Regions from separate parts of the Mus musculus genome. Here region 1 is linked to region 2. Evidence: chromatin contacts called from public HiChIP or PLAC-seq data. All regions are on one chromosome and are shown on one strand. The core of a region is the stretch at or near the end of the contact, and the rest is flanking DNA. Distances in the headings are between cores, read along the strand shown.

Evidence for each region. HiChIP or PLAC-seq counts read pairs in DNA pulled down with a chosen protein or histone mark.
Region 1: a FOXA1 HiChIP or PLAC-seq map of pancreatic cancer cells shows a contact between it and region 2. The contact joins two enhancer-like sites. A contact is called at or near these places in 1 of 39 promoter capture datasets (cranial neural crest), 1 of 484 Hi-C or Micro-C datasets (rod photoreceptor), 3 of 115 datasets of contacts at active chromatin or transcription factors (bone marrow-derived macrophages, embryonic stem cells and pancreatic cancer cells) and 2 of 9 other capture datasets (adipose tissue and liver).

The regions. Positions count from the first base shown.
Region 1 is chr11:95,324,528-95,329,482 of GRCm38.p6, reverse strand. Gm11520 (predicted gene 11520) reads right to left here. Exons shown (of 3, transcript NR_155298.1): 3 at 4,890-4,955. Among named protein-coding and RNA genes, the nearest start is that of Fam117a, 10 kb to the left of the region's middle. Within about 2 kb of position 3,097, at least 15 of the 459 cell types and tissues checked have an H3K27ac peak or open chromatin away from gene starts, as enhancers often do. A contact at or near this core is called in pancreatic cancer cells, where this site is marked.
Region 2 is chr11:95,022,085-95,027,647 of GRCm38.p6, reverse strand. Samd14 (sterile alpha motif domain containing 14) reads right to left here. Exons shown (of 10, transcript NM_146025.2): 8 at 4,270-4,389; 9 at 4,033-4,188; 10 at 1,561-3,070. The coding sequence ends at 2,915. It overlaps Pdk2 (pyruvate dehydrogenase kinase, isoenzyme 2), which reads left to right. Exons shown (of 11, transcript NM_133667.2): 11 at 326-1,390. The coding sequence ends at 466. Among named protein-coding and RNA genes, the nearest start is that of Gm11513, 7.9 kb to the left of the region's middle. Within about 2 kb of position 1,492, at least 20 of the 459 cell types and tissues checked have an H3K27ac peak or open chromatin away from gene starts, as enhancers often do. A contact at or near this core is called in pancreatic cancer cells, where this site is marked.

The sequences.
Region 1 (4,955 bases), core at 1,848-4,347, 300 kb before region 2:
AGTTTTATTCTTGGAATGCACATGGTGGAATAGAACTAAGTTCTGGAACTTATCCTTGGACAAGTAGGAGGTGGCATATTGATGTCCCTCTCCAGTGCATGCCTGAATACATTTTAAAAGCACACTTTAAGCAGTGCTGGAGAGTTTGCTCAGCCGTTAGGAGAACTTGTTGCTCTTACAGAGGATCTGAGTTCAGTTCCCAGCACCCACATCACATGACACACAAACACCTGTGACTCCAACTCCAGGACATCTGATGCTTTCTTCTGGCTTCTGTGGGTATACACAATCTCATATGTACATCCTCACATGCATGCACATAAATAAAAGCATATTCATTTTCATAAACAAACTTTAAAGCTGGGTGTGGTGGTTCATGCCTTTAATCCCAGCACTTGGGAGGCAGGAGCCAGAGGATGTCTATGAGTTTGAGGTCAGCCTGGTCTAGCTAGGACAGGACAGGACAGGACAGGACAAGACAACCAATGCCACACAGAAAATGAAACAAAAGAACAAACAAGCCACTATAGGTCCGTCATGCTTTGTGATTCATGTACCTCTGGGAGTCAGGAGATTTCCACGGCAGCACCTTGGGGGCAGTTTGTACTCCATACCTAACCTTTGCCTCCAATATGAAAGTCTCTGGGGAGTTCACGTCAGTTCAGTACTCTCAGGGGACTGTCTAGAAACCAAAAGACACGTGTGCTTCATTCTCACTCTAGAGTTCTTTCTATGCCACCGCTGTTCTCACAGAAATCCTTTATATCTGCCTCAAAAATGCAATTGCCCCAGAGGCAGAAAGGTCAACACTTTTGAAATGTTCCATGTGATTTCACATGCAGGCCTTCTCTTCCTCTCATCCCATGTGCCAGGCATCAGAATCCTACCAAAGAGATCATAAACGTAACAGCAGGGGTGATTTGAACATCCGTCTTTAGTCTCATTTTGTTCATGCCCTGAGCTTAGCTCTGGAGCTTGGCTTCAGGACCAGAACCATCCTCTATAGAGGCTTCAGGACTTAGTGGGGTGGGGCATGCTCCTAGTCCCAGCATTTGAGAGGTGGAGGCGGGTGACTTCCTGCCTAAAGGCCCCCATGACTTTAAGACCAGCCTGGTCTACATACCAAGTTGTAGGCTAGCCAGGGCTACATCATGAGACCCTGTTTCAAAACAAATAAAAGGCAAAGGCTAGCTGGGCATGGCGGCACACGCCTTTAATCCCAGCACTCGGGAGGCAGAGGCAGGCGGATTTCTGAATTCAAGGCCAGCCTGGTCTACAGAGTGAGTTCCAGGACAGCCAGGGCTATACAGAGAGACCCTGTCTCAAAAAAACAGATAAGGGCTGGCGAGATGGCTCAGTGGTTAAGAGCACCGACTGCTCTTCCGAAGGTCCCGAGTTCAAATCCCAGCATGGTGGCTCACAACCATCCGTAACGAAATCTGACGCCCTCTTCTGGAGTATCTGAGGACAGCTACAGTGTACTTACATATAATAAATAAATAAATCTTAAAAAAAAACAGATTAAGAAAAAAGGCAAAGGCTTTTGTAATAAATCCTTGTGGGGTCAAAACTATATAGGTTTATGTATTTTTGAGACAGGATCTCACAGTGTAGCCTTAATTGGCCTGGAACTTATGCTATAGACCAAGTGGGCCTCAAACTCATAAAGATCTGCCTGCCTCTGCCCCCCCCCCCCCAGTGTCAGCTTTATCTTTGAGGCTCGGTCAGTGAGCCTTTCCTCTGTCCGTGAACCCCATCTTCCTCACCACTGTTTGCTTCAGCCTCCACTTCTGCTCCACAATCTGCAATCGTCCCTCAGCAAACCTTGTCAGACCCTGACCGTTTATCAGGACTAAGGAAGGGGGTTAATAGCCCACTATTGCCTTTCATACTAGCTTCTGAGCACCTCCATCTTTTCTCCTAAGCGTGCATGTGTGTATGTGTGTGTGTGTGTGTGTGTGTGTGTGTGTCCTTTCTCTCTGAGGAAGGGGATCTCTGTTGTCTTGTCAACAAGAACTGCAAGCCACTTCATCCAGCACAGCTGAGGTGGGGGATCACTTAAGCATCTGTCTCTCAAGCTAACATCTCTGGTCAGTATTGAATTGAGGCTAAAAGCCCTTATAGACCAAAAGCAGCAAAGGCTTTATGAGGCCTAATTCGACTGTTCGTTCTTTCTCTCTTTTCTCCTCTCTGCTCCTCTCCCTCCTTTTGTGTGTGCTAGGTAAGTGCTCTACCACTAAGCAACAGTTCGAGGCCTTAAAAAATATAGTGTGTGTGTGTGTGTGTGTGCTCATGCATTGTGTAGGTCCCCAAGAAGTTGCTCGGTGTCCTGTCATTCTCTACCTCGTTCCCTTCTTTATGGACCTAGAGCTAGGCTGTCACTCAGTGAGCTGCACTGACCCTCCTGCCTTCACCCTCTTACAATGCACACACCCACCTAGCTACACTTTTTACACGAGTGCTGGGGATTTGAACTCAGGTCCCCAGCAAGCATTCTCGTCCATGGAGTTAGCTCCCCAGTCTCAGCCCCAGCTCTTCTTTTTTAAAGATTTGTTTTAGTGTCCCTCTTAAAGAAGTTAAAATAAAATTAAAAACAAACCTGCGACTATAGGATTTGGTGGAAAGCCTTGGAAGGGACCTTTGACGCTGTTCCATTAACAACTCGATAAATCTGTTCTGACTAAAGGAATAGAGCCTGCTTACATCCCGATCTGACTAAATTAGGTGCCTATTCCTGGCTTTTCCTGTGGATTTCCTGTACCCAACTCATTTATTCCACAAAATGGCTCTGGCTCAACTAAATGGCCTTGACAGCCAAGTCTCTCTAGCTTCGAAAAAAACAAAAAACTCCACTCCTCCTCCTTCTTATTAACCTGCCTGCACTTTGAGAACAATGGTGTTTTCAGAGCAGGTGGTTTCTCCTGCTGCACACCGAAGCTCTTAGAAAGCTCTTGTACATTCCACCAGTGGGCTCTGGGACGACCTGCTTCCATTTACCTCCGGCAAAAGCCTCGCGGCTTACAAGGTCGTCAGCACTGTGTGGGTAGGAAGCAGCCTCGTCTTGCCCTTTTCCATGGCACTCTGATACAAGCACACAAGCTGGCACCTTTCCTGGACGTCCCACCCAAAAGTCCTGTCCAATTCTCTAGCCTCCTGAGTTGGCCCAGAAGGTTGAGTCAGAGTACAAATACCAAGTTTGTCGATTTCACGGCTCCGAACACCCAGTTCTGAATCTTCCCAAATACATTAGAAACCCTAGGATTCCGGAGCCAGTGAGGGCATCTGCAATCTCAGGGAAAGGCCAAGGAGCCCTTACCTATTAGGGACACTAACAGCAGGGCTCTACAAGCAATGCAGCCATAATGTCATGGGATATGTGCCCCTACCACACAACACAGAAGACAGGAAGCCACTTGCACACATTATCGCATCTAACTGTCCTGCTGTCTTCATGATTACTCTCTAGAGTCAACACAGTTATCCGCAACTTACTGGCTGAGACTCAGAAAAGTCAGGAAACATACTCATGCATTTACACAGCTCCAGTGACAGCCCAAAGACTGCTGCATTGTCACTACTTAGGAGGCAGTGTACTGGGTCAGACGAGCCCAGACCTAGAGGTGTATTCCTGACCCCATAGGTAAGGGTTGACATTAGACCATACAGGTCCCACTGGTCATGGCTTAACACAACTCCCTCTATCTCCCACATACCTAAACTCTCTGAAACTCTGATTTTGTTTATGCTACTCAGGAATTATGCAGGTGAGTCTGAGAACCTAGCTGCCTCGGGAATAAGAGTTTAATTTCTCCACTAAAATATTGTTAAGTGTGTGCTTTGGCAGCTAGGCTAGGGCCAAATCCAATTTTCTCTGAGTTTCCTACCTTGGAGAAGGAGAGACAAGAATGAGGGGTCGGAGTAGGGGCTCGAATTAAAGAGAAACCAGAAAAAAAGACCAAGGGAGGCGGAGGGTGGTACCGCTCTTCAAGGCCTGCCAGAGAAACTGAGCCAGAACTCTAAGAAGCATGGGTAGTGTGCCAGGGCAAGTGAGAGAGCTCTTTGTGAGGTCAAAAGAGAAGCCGTTAGAGGAGGCCCAAGGAAAGACATGGAGGGAAAGAGTGAGAGAAAAGAGAATCTACCCAGACTCAGGAGGCAGAAGCAGGCAGATCTTTATGAGTTCAAGGCCAGACTGGTCTACAGAGTGAGTTCCAGGACAGCCAGGGCTACACAGAGAAACCCTGTCTTGAACTCCCCCCTCCCCCAAAAAAGAAAATGTGTTTTAATTCTGAAACCACTATAAATCAAAAGAGGAAAGGATTTACCCCTTCGTTCTGTCTCCCAAACTTGGACAGCAAAGTAAGAAGACCTCACACCCGATTGGACTGCACTTTGTCCAAAGCCAGAAAACTCTGCCTGCAATGCCTGCTCTCACGGCTAAAATGCTGGCGGGCAGTGACTGGAAACCGCATCTGGTTGGTAAGTGATGGGCACTCCTGCCTTTCTGTCTTTGCTCCCTGCTTAGTGTGCAGCCTCTGCCTGGCAGGGAGCCTCCAGCAGGGGTTGGAGAGTAGGATCTTCCCGACAGTGTTTAAGACACAGTGGGTTATGAGCTTCTAGAAGGGGCTAGGTGGGAAGGCAGAGAGAAGACCCCAGACTAATTTCCAGGAGGCTTCAGCATGCCACTGACAAGAGTCCAGGTACTACTCATCTTCTTGATGTCTGTGGCTGCAGGCCAACTTTGGGACAGGATACGGCCTTCCCATTTCCTGGGGCCCAAGACCCTGGCTCTGGGTTGAGTAAAACCAGTGGAACTGGCAGGATAGGACTAACGGGCATCTGCGTACATTCTGAACCTTGAAATAAGCAAGCTGAGCAGCTCCGTAACAGCTAGTTTTGGAGGATTTATTTTTTTTTAACATGAAAGAATTCTTTTGAACCTTCCATGGCTCCAAGAA
Region 2 (5,563 bases), core at 243-2,742:
TTACAGGTCTTGAACTTCAGTTGATCCGAGTGTACCTTGGTGATTAATAGGGATCACACAGCAAAGCCTCCCTCCCTCTTGATCCTTTTTGCCCCCCTGATCGTGGAGGGGCCAGCTTCATGGAATGGGCCAGGGCAAGAGACAGAAGGCTGACTCTTTTAGGGGCTTTTCCAGGTCTGGGGTAATGTCTCAGGCTAATGCCTGGTTATGAGGCTGACTCAGACCTGGGTTAGGACTCCAGGGATGGAGACCATCAGGGCCTGGGTGGGAGAGGGTAGTAAGCTGGGGTGTGGGCAAGCAGGAGGTTGATGGCAATGCTCTCTAGGCCCTGTCCACGGACTCAGTGGAGCGCCTGCCTGTCTACAACAAGTCTGCCTGGCGCCACTACCAGACCATCCAGGAGGCCGGCGACTGGTGTGTGCCCAGCACAGAGCCCAAGAACACATCGACGTATCGGGTCAGCTAGGGGCCTTCCCTCCCTGGCACCTGTAGGATGCTGCCACCTCTGAATCCAGCCACCACAGGGACCTTCCCTATCTATCCCCTAGGGTACAAGGGGTGAAACTGGGTCTCCCTGATGGCCAGATCTGTCTTTGTAGAAATCTCAGTGGCCCAACTGTGGTGGTCCCTAAGTGCCAATATGTCTCTGTGGAGAAACCCTAGGGGGTTTCCCTGGAACCCGGTTTCCATAGTGATGCTTGAGGGTTGGGGATGGCTCTCCCTGATGGGGTGGCCCAGAGACACTTCTCCCAAGATCAGAACTGTCTGTTTTCTACTAGAAGCCCTGGTTCCCCCTCACTGCCTGCATAGTCCTGGCCTTCCAAGTGGCTGCTCCGCTTGCCTTATGCCCACACACTGTACAGGCACATTTGGGCTGGGTTCTTTGTCAATGTTAAGAAGGATGGAGTGCCCTCAAGTCTGGAGAGGGACTGGGGGAAGATAGGGTCCACCCTTGACTCTGATCCTGCAGCCTCTATCTCTACTCTGGATGGTATGAAGTTGCAATTGGGAACTTGAGAGTAGGTAGCGATTCTCACCCGGGGCCCACCGAGAGGGCAGGCCTAGGAGTAAGCTGCCCCCAAGGTGATCTTAGCAATGTTTCTGTTTAGCTGCTTCCTAAAGCCTTGCCCACCCAGCATGTCCTCACGTGCACACCTCCCCTGCCCAGTCTACACCCACCCTATGCTGCCTGAGCTTCAGACCCCACCCCACCCCTATGCCCACTATGTGTGCACAAGTGACTCACCCCTAGGACAGCCCTATGTACATAGCCAGTTTTGTAATCTCAGAAGCCCTGCCCTTCCCCTCCACACACAGGGGTTAAAGCCGTGTGCCCTCCCAGTGGCTGGGATGGTGACAGTGACATCCACAGTAAACAGATGAAATGTGACTGCTGCCTGGCTTCCTTGCTCGGGGAGGGGGAGCCCACACATGAAGCACCTGTGAAGACTGGTCCCCTAGGACTAACTGTACTCAGGACCTAGGCCAGCTGAACACGCCACCAGGCAGGGCCGTCCACTCAGGCGTAGCTTAGTCCCTTGTCCCAGACAAGAAGATCACTGGTGTGTGGTAAGTATTTATTGAAAGAAGTTGATAGCCATCTTCCCCCTTCACATGCAGGTGGGCACACTTGGCTCTTCACGGCTTCGGGGACAGTAGAGCCTCCACCCTCCCCACCCAGTCTAGGAAGTGCCAGTGCCCCGATACCTTAGTTTTCCCTATGAGGCCCCCTCTTCCAGTGAAGGTGACTGAGCACAAACATAGGGCCCTGGCCTTCAGCCACTTTCCCAGGCAGGAGAGAGGGAGTTAACATGCAGGTCCTGTTCACCTCTCCAGGAAACTGGGAGGGGTGGGGGTTTGTCATCTAAAACCTGGGCCTAGTAGTAACTGACCAGCACCCAAGAAGCTGGGTCAGCATTGCACCTGGACCCTCTATCTCTGAACACGCCCTACAAAGGACATGTGCCAGTCCCACGCGGGGCTGGCCCAGTCCCCCTCTGTAGCCTAGCAAACCTAAGCCAGCAGTGTCTGTCCATCCGCCCCAGGCCTCTGAGGCCTTGACACACCCAGGGCACCAGGGAAGCTGATGGACCCTTTCAATCTGGCAGCATGCAGGCCACACTTAGGGTGTGCCTCTTCACCATCTAGACACTAGTTGGGGGAGTGACCCGTGTCCCCAACAGCTCTCAATTTTTCCTGCCCTCGAAGGCTCAAGTACTCTCCGAAGAAGTGGATTTTAGCTCTGCGAAAGGGACTCAATGGGAGAGGAGCAGACCTGTGTGCTGGAACCTGCAGGTGAGGGAGGGGAAGAGAGAGAGAGTGAGTGAGAGCTCCCTTCTCCCCCTCTGCCTTCCTTACAGAGGCCAGCTTATCCTGCCCTGCTCTCTCTCTCCTCTGAGGAGGTGTCTGGGAATCCACCCTGAGTGCTACTGGCACTGCCCACTGGCCTCTCTGGGGAGATCTGTTCTCCCACCACACAGCCACCTTCAAAAGGTGAGGAGACACAGCTGTCTCCTGTCTCCAGTCGGGTTGCCCAGGCTACTCTCTAAACCTAGGAATCCTGGCCATGGTAGGGCCTCTCCTGCTAGATTTCTTCCTGCTCGGACCACTCTAGTCAGAGGGCGGAGGTTCCACCTGAACCAGGCTCCTCTGGGCTCCGCGTTTGCTGCATTCCTGGCCTCTGCCCTCTTCATCTGCCACCTGCTTCCCCCTGGAAGTCTGCGCCAAACAAGTCCTCGAAATTGGGTTTATTACTGGGCCCTCCCCCCTGGGGTCTCCCTCCAGAGGACTCAGTCCAAACAGGGTGAGAGGGGGGCCGCGTGCTCCGAGAGCCTGGTGCCTGGACCCTGCCTCCCTGGTGAGGCCCATGTAGGTGGCTGCAAGTGCGCCGGGGTGCCAGCCCCGCCAGCCATCCCTAGCTCTTCTTGGCATCGTTCTCGCGGCGCCGCAGCTTCTCCCGCTGCTTTGCGGTCTTCTCCTGCGCCTTCCGTTCCTTCTCAGCAGCCGCTGCCAGCTCCTTCAACTTCCGCTTCACCAGTGCTCGGTCATGCGAATTGCTGAGCCCCAGGCTCTGGGAAGAAATCCAGAATGAAGGAAAGAGGCCTAGAACGCTGCCCCACAGACCCACTAGAGTCTGCTCGGAAGTCTGGCCTTTGCCTAGGGATCGGGGTCCCAAGGTAGGAGGAATGGCTTGCAAGTGGTCAGAGATGACAACTCTCTGGCACTAGGCCATTTGCGACCCCGTCCTTGGCGCCAGATCCTTAACCTAGGATTTCAGCCTTAGTATGATCCTGCTCAACCTCTGAGGTCCTCAGAGTGAAGAGTGACTTGTTCAAGGTCAAGTGGCTTATCGGCTAGGTCCCTTCCCGTTTCAAGAGTTCCTATGGGGGGCTGGTGAGATGGCTCAGCCGTTAAGAGCGCCGACTGTTCTTCCAAACGCCCTGAGTTCAAATCCCAACAACCACATGGTGGCTCACAACCATCCGTAACGAAATCTGATGCCCTCTTCTGGAGTGTCTGAAGACAGCTACAGTGTACTTACATATAATAAATAAATAAATAAATAAATAAATAAATAAATAAATAAATAAATAAGAGAGTTCCTATGGGGCTCTCTCTCCCTCAGTCCCAGGAACCTGCAGATATTGGAGGCCACCTCTCCACACTGTCCACTTAGCACGCCAGAGCCTGGTGGTATCCAGGATCTGAGAATGAATATGGGATGGAGCTGGCCAAGAAAGTGGCCTTGATGGTAGTCCAAAGATCAAGGTCAGCCCAAAGACCCGGGCTGGAGCTAGAAGGTCAGATAGAAGCGATTAGGCTTGAGTTTCAAGTCAGATGGAGGTGTTGTACTACACTGCGAAAGGAGTACCTTGCATAGAGGTCAGACACCGGGTCAGAGGCTACACAGGGAGAGCCAATGCCAGGTCAGTCCAGGAGGTAAGTCAGGGTCAAAAGTCAGGACAAAGGGTGATTTCTGTCCCTAAAAGCTATCTCAATCTGAAAGATCATCACCTCTGCACTCTGACCCACCTTCAGTTTGCTTCCGTCCAGCTGCAGGAGCTGCGGCCCATCCACCTGCCGGGCAGCAAACTCGGCAGCATACTGCTCCAGGTTGAGGCTGTGTAGCCACTGGCCCACCTGCTGGCTGGTCCAGTGTTGTACGGCAGGGAGGGACTCATCCAGGAACTGATAGAGATGGGGAGAGTACAGGAAGCCTGGCCTGCGGCTGGGTCCCCCCCAGCAGGCACAAAGGCCAGCCTCACTCACCTCATCCGAAGACTGGGACAGCGTGTGGTAGGGATAGGAACACTTGGTCTCCTGTCGAGGACCACCGGGGATCTTGGGGCTGCTGCTGGGGGGTGTGGAGTCATCGCTCAGGGTAGATTCCTACATGGAAAGGGACGTGTGCCGAGAAGTAAGTCCACCTCCCACCCCAAGCCCATCACCTGACCAGAGCAAGCTGAAATACTACACTAGGCACCAGCAGCCGTTCAATGCTCCAGGACCAGGAACTCAGAACTAGACAGCCAGACACAGGCTGTGATGACTGAAGTGACATATCAGAACCTGAGCCCTCTAGGAGGGAGCGGACTACCTAGAGGACATAGTCCTAGCATTAAGTTAGGCTGATGGATGAAGAGGAATGGAGGGGGCTAGGTGCTGTTCCCTATAGGCAGCTTACCAGAATCCCTCCCCCCAGGCTAGGTCTTGTGTCCCTGTTACATAACAATTCTTCTCCTGGGCTGGAGGGATGGCTCACGGGTTACATTAAGAGCACTGGCTGCTCTTCCAGAGGTCTTGAGTTCAATTCCCAGCAACCCTATGGTGGCTCAGAACCGTCTATAAGGAGATCTGGCGCCCTCTTCTGGCCTGCAGGCATACACGCAGGCAGAACACTTGTTTACATAATACGTAAATAAGTCTTTTACAAAAGAATCCTTCTCCTAGAACTCTTGCATCCTGGCTGGTGGGTACCCCCAAATGGCCTTGAATCTCTGTGAGGACTTGGGCTGTCTCTCTCTCAGCATGGTGTCCCTTGGGACCAGCACAAAGGGAGGGACTGAGGAAGACTATCAGGTGGTTATAGACTAAAGCTGCACATCAGACGGGCCTTTCCCCTGAATCCCACGATTTCTGATTCCCCTAAGCCCCAGCACCATACACAGCTGTGCACATCTGTGGGTGAGTCCCCTTTTCCCCAAACCTCATTTGCTTATCTGTACAATGCAGATAATAATGACTACCTTGCCTAAGTCACAGTTAAAGCCACAGACAATAGTGGTCTTTGTGAACATAAGGAGACATTAGTATTGGTTGTGTTGATGGTTCCTATCGCCTAGGGTCTGGAGCTTTCAGAAGACTACGTGGGGGTCCTGCTCATCTCCGCTATCTCCAAGACTTCCCATCATGCACATGGCCAGCTCTTGATGGCACTGCACAGTCCAGACCTGACTCAGGCAGAACAGTAAGAAGAAGGGCTCCTCAGACTGAGTGAGCAGTGGAGGGCCTCAGTGTTCCCACAGGAGTTCTGAGTATAGGGAGCAGTATAAACACATGAAAT